Regions from separate parts of the Mus musculus genome. Here regions 2 and 3 are each linked to region 1. A link is a contact called in public Hi-C and HiChIP or PLAC-seq data. All regions are on one chromosome and are shown on one strand. The core of a region is the stretch at or near the end of the contact, and the rest is flanking DNA. Distances in the headings are between cores, read along the strand shown.

What was found. A called contact is a pair of places that touch in the nucleus more often than the background predicts. HiChIP or PLAC-seq counts read pairs in DNA pulled down with a chosen protein or histone mark.
Region 2: a contact with region 1 is called in a Hi-C map of the P5424 cell line, with 2.6 times the contacts expected there. The contact joins two enhancer-like sites. A contact is called at or near these places in 2 of 15 datasets of contacts at CTCF or cohesin (the NIH/3T3 cell line and large pre-B cells), 11 of 484 Hi-C or Micro-C datasets (the AML12 cell line, B cells, the P5424 cell line and 7 more), 9 of 115 datasets of contacts at active chromatin or transcription factors (cardiomyocytes, craniofacial prominence, embryonic basal ganglia and 6 more) and 2 of 9 other capture datasets (embryonic stem cells and pancreatic islet).
Region 3: a contact with region 1 is called in an H3K27ac HiChIP or PLAC-seq map of microglia, with 5 times the contacts expected there. The contact joins two enhancer-like sites. A contact is called at or near these places in 3 of 115 datasets of contacts at active chromatin or transcription factors (embryonic stem cells, memory CD8 T cells and microglia) and 1 of 9 other capture datasets (pancreatic islet).

What each region holds. Positions count from the first base shown.
Region 1 is chr11:117,722,234-117,726,476 of GRCm38.p6, reverse strand. Tnrc6c (trinucleotide repeat containing 6C) reads right to left here. Exons shown (of 22, transcript NM_198022.2): 5 at 2,927-4,243. Among named protein-coding and RNA genes, the nearest start is that of Tmc6, 56 kb to the left of the region's middle. Within about 2 kb of position 1,721, at least 68 of the 459 cell types and tissues checked have an H3K27ac peak or open chromatin away from gene starts, as enhancers often do. A contact at or near this core is called in the P5424 cell line and microglia, where this site is marked.
Region 2 is chr11:117,393,920-117,398,211 of GRCm38.p6, reverse strand. No RefSeq gene overlaps it. Among named protein-coding and RNA genes, the nearest start is that of Gm34128, 15 kb to the left of the region's middle. Within about 2 kb of position 2,926, at least 60 of the 459 cell types and tissues checked have an H3K27ac peak or open chromatin away from gene starts, as enhancers often do. A contact at or near this core is called in the P5424 cell line, where this site is marked.
Region 3 is chr11:118,144,452-118,148,601 of GRCm38.p6, reverse strand. No RefSeq gene overlaps it. Among named protein-coding and RNA genes, the nearest start is that of Gm38514, 8.8 kb to the right of the region's middle. Within about 2 kb of position 2,686, at least 204 of the 459 cell types and tissues checked have an H3K27ac peak or open chromatin away from gene starts, as enhancers often do. A contact at or near this core is called in microglia, where this site is marked.

The DNA.
Region 1 (4,243 bases), core at 472-2,971:
CTGGGAACTGAACCCGAGGGCCTTCGGCACGCTAACAAAGCATTTGTTCACGGAGCTGTAGCTCACTGCACCTACCCTCTCTAGCCTCCAAGTAATTTTTTTGTTGACGATAATTTCTTACTCAGTTACTTTCTCACAGTGGTCTCTTTAGTGAAGTCTATGCTGAGATCTCAACTTTCATGTGAATACTTTGGTGTCATCCCCATCCACCAGCATTGAGTCCCCCAACTCTGAGCCACTTGTTTGCTTCCCCAGGCACTGCTCCTTTTAAGTGCCCCCTTCACCCCGAGGCTATCCCCCCAGACCGCCATCACAGGCTTCCCTGTGCAGACATTTGAGTGAGAATGACTAGTTTAAAGCCTAAGCCTTCAAGCTCTGCTCAGAACTGTTTCATGGTTCACGGGGCCTCTAGACACTGTCCAGATGCCTACAAAAGTCCCACTTGCCCTTGCGCCTCTTTGCAGCTTGCTTATTGCTGTAAGACCTTCTTCATGATGTCCAATTACTTAACAATTCCTACCTGCTCTTCCCAACTGTCCTCTGCATACATCATGGAATGGGAGCAGAAGATGGTACGGAGCAAGGTTGCCGCTGACTGTCCACTCAGCTCTTGTGCAGAAGGCTGACTGCCACAATAGTATTTTAAGTCAACATCTTTACATTTGTTTTAAAAATTTTTTACAATTCCTATTTTTGAGGAGAGAAGACTAGTGCACGTCAGGGAACAACTTGTAGGCGTCGGTTCTCCCTTTCCACCACCATGTAGGTCCCAGGAACCAAATGCATGCGAAGGCTTGGCGGCCTGTACCTTTCCCCGTTAAGCTATCTCAAGGCCACAGAAGCCAGTTTACATGTGGCAGTCAACCAGCACTCAGCCCCTACTCTAACAGCTTCTCTGAGCCTCTCTACCAAGGCCACACTCTCCTGCACACTGGGCTCAGAATGACTATGAAGAAACCTTAAGATGTCTAGGTGGGAAGACTTCCTCCTCTTGTTTTTTAGGGTACATTTAAACTCAGGAGAATCTTGGAGAGATGGGCCAGGAGGTAAAGTGGCTGCCATATATACAAGAGGACTACACTCTAGGCTCCTGCAATCCCAGTGCTCAGGAGTTGGAGAAGAGATCCATGGAGCAAGTTATCTAGGTGGACTACTTGAGTCTCAGTATACAAGGCGGAATGTGACCGTAGATGCCTAATATCAACCTCTGACCTCTACAAGTAATAATGTACATGTACAGCTGCTTCCTCTCATGTCCACACACACGTGAACATACATACACACATAAGCACACTACACCCCCCAAACTTTTATAAAGAACTACCCCCTCAAGCCCCTCAGCACACAAAACAGGAAGGAAAAGCTAAAACCACAAGCAGGGCTCTACATCTGAGACTCTGTGACACACAAGGAAGAGCAGTCTTCAGGACAGAGTAGCTTTACCAAGAAGCAACCTGACTTTAAGCCTGATCCTAGAGGCACATGGGACAGGGCTCAGAGTGCAGCTAAGTGGGATAAGGGGCTGCAGTTTCTGCTCAGCGCACAGCATGGCACGTAGTTACAGCAGGGCCTTCAGCTCCTTCACATCATCTCTAAGCTTAGTGCTTCCAGGACGACCACTAAGCCCACCAGGAAGTGCAACTGCAGGAAGCTGCTGCCTCGTGAGGAGAGCTCCTGCCAATGGGCACACAGACAACAGTGACCTCAGTCACTGCTCAAGTTCTGCAATACTGCTTCAAGGACAGAGTTCTAAATGCTACTATACAGACAAGGCTGGTTTGGGGCCTGGCTAAGGAAGAGCAGGAGGCCAGGAAGTCAGTCTGTGAGTCAGGTCTCTTGAAGCTTCCTCTAGTTCCTTGCTTTTATCTGGTATCAGAATAGAGTTATGTTGTAAATTGGACACACAAGTGCTGCCATTTGGTGAGTACAATTGTCAAGAGTCAGGCTTACTCTGTGCTTGGAGCACAGCACTTTGTACCTGCATTCCACCCGTGTCACCCGTGTTTTAACTCAGGCCTGGTCTCTCACAGCTATTTAAGCTTCCAGCTGGATCATCCCAGCATCTTCTTTTCTACTTTTACAGAGCACAGAATCCAAACATAAGTCAGTCCGATTTTGCATTTGACTTGCAACTGAAATAAAAATACAACTTGTATAATGACTCTCATGTTTTATAGACTGCTCCATTTTCAGGGCGGAACTTTAAAACTATGAGTGGAACAGCTCTGCTGTAGATTCATCAGATTCTCTGGGACTGGTAGCCTATCTCATCAAGTGCCAAGGCAATTAAAGAAAAGCCAGGATGGAAAACTACTTGTTTTATCTAGCAATGAAGACATCTTGCAAAAGAACACACAATAACAGGAGGTGTCCCAGGCTTCTTTCCTCACCAGTGCTGGGCGCCATGCAAAGGCTGCATGCACTATGGCATGGGCAGCCCCAGACTGTATGCACAGCACAGGGCAGAAGAATGAGCTTGCTTGTACTTGACTGGGTGGTGTCTACGATCAAGTAAAACTTCATCAACTGGGCCAAGGCCAAGGAGATGCACAGAACCATCAACAAGTGATCTAAGCAGACAAAAACTATAGCCACATGGCAGAAAGGCTTCAGAGTTGCTCCTATAAAAGAAGGACAATTGCCCAAAGGTTCCGTACAGCACAGTAAAACTTAAGGTCAAAACAAAATTAAAATTAGCCCCTCACTGTTGGAAGCATGATGAAAAGGACAACATGGCCGGAGCCCTGGCAGTACTGAGCACACCACCCAGCACATCTTTTCCCTGGAAAACTACAAGAATTTGCTTTGTTTCCTCCCTTGGAAACCAGCTACACCACTTAGTCATTTGCTATGAGAGTTTCAGTCCAAGAATTTACACAGGCACGGAGTACACACCAATGGTATGACCAGAGGGCCCCCAGCATACCTGGCCCGAGCAGTGGTGACCGATTCAGCTGAGTGCCAGCCTGGTGTGAAGGCGGCGTCTCGGCCCGGTGTGTGGTGCTGCTCGAGGTGGGGGTCGTGGGGGTGGCAGGGGCTGTGGTACTGCTCTGGATGACTGGATTGTTTCTGTCCCACATGTTTACAGTTTTATTGTTGTAGGTGCTTGGGTCCCCCCAAGCTGAGGTACCATCATCAATTTCCATTTTGCGTCGGATGGAGGGTGGGGAAGGCTCCTCCCAGCCAGTCGCCTCACTGCTGTCCTTCTGCTTGACTGGCAGTGGCCCCCCAATCCACCCTGTCCCTGTCTGCTTAACAGAAGCAGCTCCTCCCCAGTTACTCACATTGTTGTCTTGGGGCTTATGAGCCCAGTTCTGCTGGGGACCAGGCTTGAGAGACTCCCCCCAGTTTGTACCTGGATTCACCTTAGCATTTGTGCCACTGCCCCAGCCACTGGTCCCACATCTCGTGGCATCATTCCAACCAGACCCTGACCTATTACCATCAGCATCCCATCCAGATCCATTTTTCTTTCCATCCCCTAGATGTCCAAGGACAGATGATGAATCTGCCCAGTCTCCTGCCCCTGTGCTCCAGGCTGGGTTTGCTCTTTGTCCATCTCCCCAGTTTTGGGATTTGGGCTTCTGAGGCTCACCCCAGGTGGGTGATTTGTCCTCTTGGTTTACAGTCCCACTCCAAGCATGGCCACTCTTGGTGGCAGCAGCATTGTTAACAGCAGTAGAGCTTATTGAGTCCCCCCAAACTCCTGGGCCACTTGGCGCTTTGTTGTTGCTGTCTCCCCAGCTTGTGTTTGCTGGCACGGCGGCAGGTGGTGAGCTGACCCACCCCGATACTGAAGAGGTATTTGTACTGTTCATGATGGACCCATCAGTCTTCCCCCCTGAGTTTGAAGGCTGAGTAGCTATACTACCCCAGGCCTCTGTCCCATTGTCATTTTTCCTTTCAGACCTAGGGGACTCTTCAAATTCCCAGGCAGTGTTTTGCTTTACGGGAGTCTGTCCCCAACCACTGTTAGACAGAACTCTTGGGTCAAGGTCATTCCTTGGCAACTGGATGTGCCCTTGGTCTAGAACCCCTTTGTCTCGCCTCCGGCCCTCTCCTGTCCCTTCCCTCCCAGTGCTTCCTTCATTGTGATTGCCGGACCCATCACTGCTTCCTTCACTTGCTGTAGTTCCAGAAGATGTGGCTTTGGCCCACGAGTTCATGTGTTCACTGCCAGGCTGCAGGGCAGGGGTCTGGCTGGCAGCACTGGCACTGTCCCACCCTGTTGATCCTTTCCCAC
Region 2 (4,292 bases), core at 1,677-4,176, 330 kb after region 1:
TTTCAAAGGCGGGGTGTGTACGATGCTTAGCAAGGGGCTGGCACATGAGTCCTCCTCTTTCTCTCCCCCTTCCTCGCTCTCATTCTTTCCCCCTTTCCCTTCCTCACCTCCTTCTCACCCCTCCTTCCCCTTCCTCTGTACTCCCCTGCCGCTGCATCCCTCCATCTCAGCCCTACCTCCCCCTGCTGTCACCTCTACAGGCTGCTGCTTCCTCCAGCCCAAGCCTTTGTCTCTGAAGAAGGCTTGGGCACACCTGGAGCTGAGGGTGACACCTAGAGGTGAAGGTGATGGAACCCGGCTACTGTTTATCAGTGAGACCAGGACACTAGTGTTGAGGCTGCAGGCTCTGACTGTGGCTTGGAGATGGGAGCCAACTTGCGGAATCACCAGCCTGGGGCAGGAGATTGCTTAGGGTGAGGATGTTCTTGGCAAAAATGGCTGAATATTCTAACTTGGGTTTCCAGGCAAGAAGTTATCCATAGTAGAGGTTACAGAAACCCTGGAGTCAGACAGCCTGCCCTGTGTGCACTGGACGTGCCAGTCTCTCTCAGTCTCACTTTACCCATCTGTAAAATGGGTAGATAGCAGTAGCTGTCTCACAGGCTTGAGATAACAGGACCAAGTGCTGGGTAGGGTACTGAGCCTGGGTGAAGCTGCCCATGGTTGTGCATGAACTGGAGCCTCCATTGGAACTTGGGGTGCACTACCCCTCAGAGCTTCCAGCAGGGTAGACAAGAGGTGCTGCTGACCAAAACTAGAGAGAAGCAGAAACTCCATCTACCGCCACTGGACAGCCCTTCCCTCTTCAAGACCATCTGAGGCTTCCCCTAGGGCACCCAGAGCCCGGGAGACTGGTGTGTGTGTGTGTGTGTGTGTGTGTGTGTGTGTGTGTGTGTGTACAAAGGGACAAAGCTCCCACCAGACCCTCTGAGGGGCAAGCTCTCTAATAAAAGCCACTACTGTCCTTCCACTTCTCAGTGAGATTTCCAGGTCCCCCTGGACTGTGAGTAAGCGCAGGGGGAGGGGCGTGCACTCTGGCCCTAGTTTGTCCCCAGTTGTAAATATAAAGCCACCAAAGGCACTAAATCCTAGAGAGGAAGTGAAATGCTTCCTCTACCACAGAAAGAGACCACTGCATGCAGAAGAGTGCCACAGTAGGCTGTCCTCAGAGAGGCTGCTGGGTCCAGGCCCCTAGGGTACAGGAGGGCTACCCAAGGCCTTCCCCAACAGGGTGTCGGTTTACTGTGCCTGAGCCATGGGCTTCAAGTCTTTTATGGTGAGCATCTGCCTTCCTTCTGGGGGCTGTAACTTGGGTATATGTTCCTCTACGTTGAGCACTGGGGTCTGATGTCTCAATGAGTCTCACAGCCCTGAGACAGCTGCTGATGTGTACCCATTTTACAGAATTCTGGGACATGTGGCAGACATCAGAGAGGCCCAGTGCAGACAGGGTAGAGATCAGGCTACCACGCCCTAGTAATCTGGCATAGAGAGCAGGGATCCAAGGTGCTTCTGTGACCATTCTCCAGAACAGAAGGGTGTGATGATTAGAAAGGAAGTGAGATTATGGGCTGGGGACATGGGACAGTCAGTACAGTGCTTGCTTGAAGCCTTGGTTTGGACCAAGGTAAACTCTCTGTGGTGTGGGTGCCTGCCTGTAATTCCTGCACCCAGGAAGCTGCGGCAGGAAGGTTGCAAGCTCTTATACTGTGCAGTGAGCCCTTTTCTCCCGTAAGTGAATAAGTGAATTTGAATACTTATTCAGAAGGTGAGCTCCTTTCCTTGTCCCTGCATGGATAAAGTTCGGGGCAGTGAACTAGTTAGTTACAAGGGGCACAGCCTGTAGGACCCACTCACAGCCCCTGGGGTCATCCTGAGTGGAGTGGGCCTGCCCGAGGCTGGGGAGGCAGAGAGAGGCGGGGTCAGCATTGAGCAAGGAATGGACGAGGCTCTGGTGAGGGTTTACGGGGTGGTCGCGTATTACTTTCAATCACTTAATGACTTAATGTCATTTAACATTCTTAAATGGTTAAAATGGTCAACTTTATGTCATGTATATTTCACCACAATTTAAAAACAACAACCTTGGACTGGGGAGGTGGCTCCTCAGGTAAAGACACCCTGCCATCACACCTGAGGAGCCGAGTTCAATTCCCAGCACCCACTTAGAGAAAACATAGAAGCTACACCTGCGAGCTGACCTCTGACCTCTGCCCTCCACACGCGCACTGTGGCACATGTAAACCCCACCATACACACTCACACATACTCACACACATATACACACTCATATATGAATATACACACTCACACACCCATACACACTCACACACACACACTCTCATACACACACACACACACATACTCACACAAGCAATACATTAAACATACTAAACACTTTATAATAACATCAGGTCACTCTGTGGGCCTCCCATGGTCCCTGAAACAGATCTAGGCTCCTTTCCTGGGAGAGCCTCACACCCTGGACCCTGGACCCAGCCCACCACTCAAAGACAGTTCAGTGCCTTGATGTATCAATGATGACTTATCTCTTAGTCTGCTTGGAGGTCTCTTTGTCACGGAATTTCAATGTCACCTTCTCAGAGTGGCCCTTCCTGGCCACTGAATGAAGCCACCCCAGTTTCTATCGTACAACCCATCTTAGCTCTGCAGAGAGTGCCCCTCCCCCCACTCTACTTTCTCTCTCTGTCTCTGCCTGCTTGATTGGTTAGTTTTGTTTTGTCTCTTCTGACTCTCGAGAACAGGAACGGACAGAGTTCAGAAGCAGCTGGCACATTCGAGGTATCTAAAGGAGCTGAGAAGGAGGCTCCCAGCAAAGAGGGTGCTCTCCCACTGCAGACCTGCACATGTGACCTGGGGGTTGGGGGAGGGGGACGCAGTGCACCCCGGAGAGCAACTCAGCAGAAAACGCAGCAAGAAATGAGCTTCCCGGGCTTGAGAGCACTGGGGATCCCCTGCACGTACACCAGCCTCCCCCAAGAGGTTCCTGATCAAAGTGAACCAGCTGAGCAGTGCCACAGATCGAGACCAAAGCCCCCCTCTGAAGGATGGCAGGATGCTTCCAGAGCTCTGCCCCCATTGACAAGCTGCCTGCTCCATGCACCCTTGGGAGCCATTTTTCCAGAGATGGTCCCCTTCAGCATCATCTCCATCTGCCTCGTCAAGTGAACAGACACTTCTCCATCACCATGATCCCTGTTTCTGCTTTCCCCACCCCTGCAGTGTCCATCCATCCCTGTAGCCCCTACCCGTGATGTCCTCATCCCTTTGGTCTCTGTCGCAGCAATTCCCCTTCCTACAGTCCCTACTCCCTGATACTTCCATCCTTGTGGTCCCTGACCCTGTGGCATGTGACCCCAAGTTTGGGACTCCAAGAAGAGCGTTCCAGTGGCACTTGACCTTCTCGCGGGGGAGGGTTGCTTGGGGCGCCTGTCAGCGGAATGCGGTGGAGCTACTCGGTTTCCAAGGCAACCGTGCAGAGCCCGGAATCCCAAGCTCAGCCAGTCGGAAGCACCGGGCATCCGTATCCGTGGAGCTACCGGTCCCCGTAGGATGCCAGCGGGGGAGGAGCAAGGACTAGTTCCCCCCACCCCCTCACCCCATGGCTTGGTCCCCAGGACGTGACTGGCCGCTCCGCTCAGCTCAGCCGACCGCGGGTCGCGAGCAGGCACCAGGCAGCAGCGGCAAGCCACCGGCCCACTCCACCACTAATTACTTCCCACGATGAACATGTTATTATGTCTTACACTCGAGATAATCAATTTGGAATCGCCACTTTGATGAGTTAATGGGCACTTGGTGGGTGTCATGTGAGAATCTGTGCAAGGACTGGGTTCTATTTTTAACAGCGGCTGATCAGGGTACCAGAGTCAGGATGGGTATAAGCGCCTGTGCTGGGCTCTGCCCTCCCTTCCCCTCTCCTCCTCTCCCCCTCCCATACTCCTCCCTCCCTTTCTTTCCCTCTCTCTTCTCAAAGGTAGTTCCTTCTTTCTCCCCGCTCCCCTTTGCTCTGCTCTGCTCCTCTCTCTCCGAGACACACTGTGACAAGGTTGACATCCCAGATCGAGGCTGCCCTCCATACACACCCAGTACCCAGTAGGCTGATCTGTGGCCAAAGTCTATCAGTGACCACGGACCTGCTTCACCTGGCCCAGGGCTCTTCCTAATTTCCCCAGGTAGCAGCTGGAACTGTGACTTGGTTTCTTCATATGTGGAATCAGAGGTAAAATGTGAACCCCAGGGACATCTGCGGTGTCAGTCCCAGCAGCTGG
Region 3 (4,150 bases), core at 1,437-3,936, 420 kb before region 1:
AGAGGGTCTCCTATCTAGGAGGAAGGTACTCCACCTGCTGAGCATGATTTAGAAGCAGACTTTCAGAGGCTACTAGGCCACCCAAGACGTAAATCCTAAATTTGCTTCTTTCCTTGACAAACAGGAAAAGGCCAGATAGGCCTAAGAACATTAGGCAAGATACATTGTGAAATTGTGAAATGTGTTTGCTACTGTTGCTAAATCAGAGGCATCTCTGCCTTTGTGATGCAGGGGGGGTGGGGGGGTGGAGTCTCATCGGGGAGTCTGGCCTGCAGGTGGACTTGCCTGCAGGTGGACTTTTCACTATTTTGTGGGTTCTTCTCTACCCTCTTTCCCACGCTTTCAGCTCCCTAACACTAGAGAGGAGAGAATAAAGGCTAGAGGATGACTACTTCTTGCTGACTAGGGACACTGAGTTCCTTGGGGGACGTTTGATCTTCACCAGCAGGATATCTAATTTCTTCTTCTTTCTTCTTTGCACATGACTACTTAACAAACCACCAGTGGCAGCTAAGCAACAACAGCCCCACCCCTCCCGGCCCTAGCATTTATATACTCTCTCAAAAGTCCCCAGAATTCCAAAGGTCACACACACTTGCAGAAACTGCCCTGGCAAACCCATGCCCCGGCTAAAGCACACGGCGAGTAATAATAGTCAGCTTCTGTGGACAACCTGAGGCAGCTCCCTGTCCCACACCTGGCATTAAAATGAAAACACTCCTATACGATTCTGTGGTCCTCAAAGAAACCAAAATTCTCATTACACTTGCCCATTATTGTTTCTAAACCACACAGTATCCCTCCCCACCCCTCCCCCCATATGTATCTCTGGCTGCCCTCAAACTTACTCTGTAGACCAGTCTGGCCTCGAACTCAGAGATCCACCTCCCTCTGCCTCCCAAGTGTGGGTATTAAAGGCGTGTGACACCACACCCAGGTACACACAGCAGAACTGGAGAGTCCAGGCCCTGACAGCACAGTAGACTGCTTCTGGCACATGCCACTCTTTTCTCTGCCTCATGGGAAAGCCGCCCTTAGCGGGGGCTGCATCACAGAATCCAAACTGAGGATTGAGGTCTAGCGCTGCTTAGACCTGAGTCACTGAAACCACCTCATGTAGCGTGTACCGTTCCGGTATAGCAGCATCACTTGGTCTGTCTCCAAGACAGTTGGTACAGCTCCAGCACGTCCTTCTTCGGGGCTGCATAATGTTCCGTGTGTGTGTGTGTGTGTGTGTGTGTGTGCGCGCGCGTGTGTGTGTGTGTGTGTGCTGACTCTGCACACTAGTGTTCTCATGGTTATTATTACTTCAAGTGCTTCTTCCCTGTTTAAACAGAAGTTTGGGACTATATCATATATATGCACAGTATACAGAATATATGAGATAGAGGAAGGGCATGGATTTACTTTATTTTTCCTCTTTTCTTTCTTTCTTTCTTTCTTTCTTTTTTTTTTTTTTTTTTTCTGAGACAGGGTTTCTCTGTGTAGCCCTGGCTGCCCTGGAAGTCTGTAGACCAGGCTGGCCTTGAACTCAGAGATCCCCCTGCTTCTGCCTCCTCCGTAGTACTAGGCTTAAAGGTGTACACCACCACCTAGTCTTTTGCTTTTTGTTTTTTAAGATAGGGTCTCATGTAGCCCAGGGTATCCCTGAACTCACTCTGCAGCTTAGGCTAGACCCTTCTGATCCCTGATGCTCATGCTCCCACCTTGCAAGCACTGGGAATGCAGGTGACCCCAAGCCTATCTGGAGTCACTGGCCTTGTACACACGGTGTCCTCGGGAGAATCTGAGGGCCCCCGGGACTGTAGCTTGGGTCACACAGTCATACCAGGCATGCCTGCCGTCTCACCGGTCTCCAGCCTCTCAGCACAGGACTCTCAGGTGAGACAGGATGGAACCAAGCACTGTGGAGGGAAGTCAGAGGCTAGACCCTGAGTCCAGCATCACTTCCTCTGCATCTTGTTGTCCACAGCAAATCACAAGGCCAAGTTACATGCAAGGGACGTAGGCGCCCACCTCCTGTTGGAAGGCACCGCAGGTCTCGTGGTCGAGGTGCCTGCATCTTAACTTCTACTGTGGATCTCCTGCTTCTTGTTTTCCACTGGGAAGTTTGAGTCTCTTCTGCTTCTCAGACATGAGGCAGCTCCAAGTCTCTGATGTGCCAATGTTTCTTGGTGCCACCCCTCCCTGCTGTGTTCCCCAGGCCCCATTTATTCCTTGATCACATGGACACCCATGTGTGTGGGAGCCCAGGCTATCTCAGTAACGCCCAAAGCTCCATGCCCGCTGTCAGTCCTGAGGCCCTACCAGCTGCCCTGCCTTTCTCCTCCTTCCTGCTGTGTGCAGTCCCCCCACCCGTGTTCTGAAGGCTGCCCTCCAGCTACCTCCCTCCACTCCTCCTCCGGCACTCTGCCGTCTGTCCGCTGTGTATGCTAGCTTTCAGTTTGATGTTTGCTTCCTGTGAGAGCCTCTGTCACTTGCCCAGGAGCCTCAGTTTGGTGAGCTTGACATGGCAAACTCACATGGCCACGGCTAGGCAGATGTGCCCGGAGCAAAGCTGAAGGGATGGTGAAAGAGGCCAGAGCCTGTGGCGTGTAATCCATTGGTGTGTGCGTCACTCGGGATTTACTGAGCTGCGCTCCTGTGGAAACAGGAAAGAGATCTCAGTGTCACAGGGACACCACCTTCCTTGTGGTGCGTGCTGACGGAAGAGGAAGGGCGTTGCAGTGAGTCAGGCACAGCCACACGCCCAGTCATGTGTCACTGGTCCAGAAAATTACAGCAGCATAACAGCTCAGAGGATGAAGTGCTGTGGTCTTTACTCCCAGTAGGGAGCCCGGGTCTTTGCTGCTTCATTATTCTTTGTTTTGTGTGTGTGTGTGTGTGTGCACACGCATGCGTGTGCATGTGTATGTGTGCATGCACGCACATAGGTATACATGTGTGTGCATGGGTCTACATGTGTGTATATATGTGTATGCACAGTCTACATATGTGTATATGGGTATGCATGTGTGTGCATGGGTATACATGTGTGTTTGTGTGTGCATAGGTATATGTATGTGTACATAGGTATACATGGGTATGCATGGGTATACCTATGTAAGAACAACTTACAGTAGTCCATTTTCTCCACCATGTGGGTCCCAGAGATCAAATTCAGGTCATCAGGCTTAGTAGCAAGTGTCTATACCCATTGAACCACATCTCTGGTCGGTGGTCCGTTGTTACCCTTCTGAGACCATGCCTCCCATAGCCAGCTTCAAACTCACTGTGTGGTTGCGGATGACTCCTCCCTTCTGATCCCCTTTCCTCTTCCTCCCAAGGGATGGCTAGCCCTGTGGATGGGCTGCTAGGATGATGATAGTCACATACAAATAGCCCAGTGGATGGGCTGCTAGGATGATGATAGTCACGTACAGATAGCCCAGTGGATGGGCTGCTAGGATGATGATAGTCACATACAGATAGCCCAGTGGATGAGCTGCTGGGATGATGATAGTCATATACAGATAGCCCTGTGGATGGGCTGCTAGGATGATGATAGTCACATACAAATAGCCCAGTGGATGGGCTGCTGGGTGATAGTCACGTACAGATAGCCCAGTGGATGGGCTGCTGGGATGATGATAGTCACGTACAGATAGCCCAGTGGATGGGCTGCTGGGTGATAGTCACGTACAGATAGCCTAGTGGATGGGCTGCTGAGGCTAACAAGGCCAGAGCACATTTGAGTACTTTGCAAGCACTGTGTACTACACTGTCCTTAGAAATGCACTCTCAGAGAACGGCTGGTGACTGTCACCCTGACAAGCCTGCCTTCCAGCGTGTCTTCATTCATTGGTTCTTGAGGTGGCCACCTTGCCTCACATGTGGGGCACTTGTACAGCTAACACACTGGGTTGGTTAAGGAAGGAAGGGTGCTTTATCTGCCTCATGTTGGAGGGCACAGTCCACCTTGATGGGGAGGACATGAGGCAGCTGGTCACAGTGCAGCTGCAGGCAGGACGCATAGAGTGCTGGCAATCATCAGCTCAGTTTATTGAGTGCAAGCCCCCATCGCAGGGGATGGTACGGCCCACAGTCAGCATGGGTCTTCCCTTCCTTCCCTTCCTCTCCACATCTGATCTTACCCAGCAGGCTGAGCTGC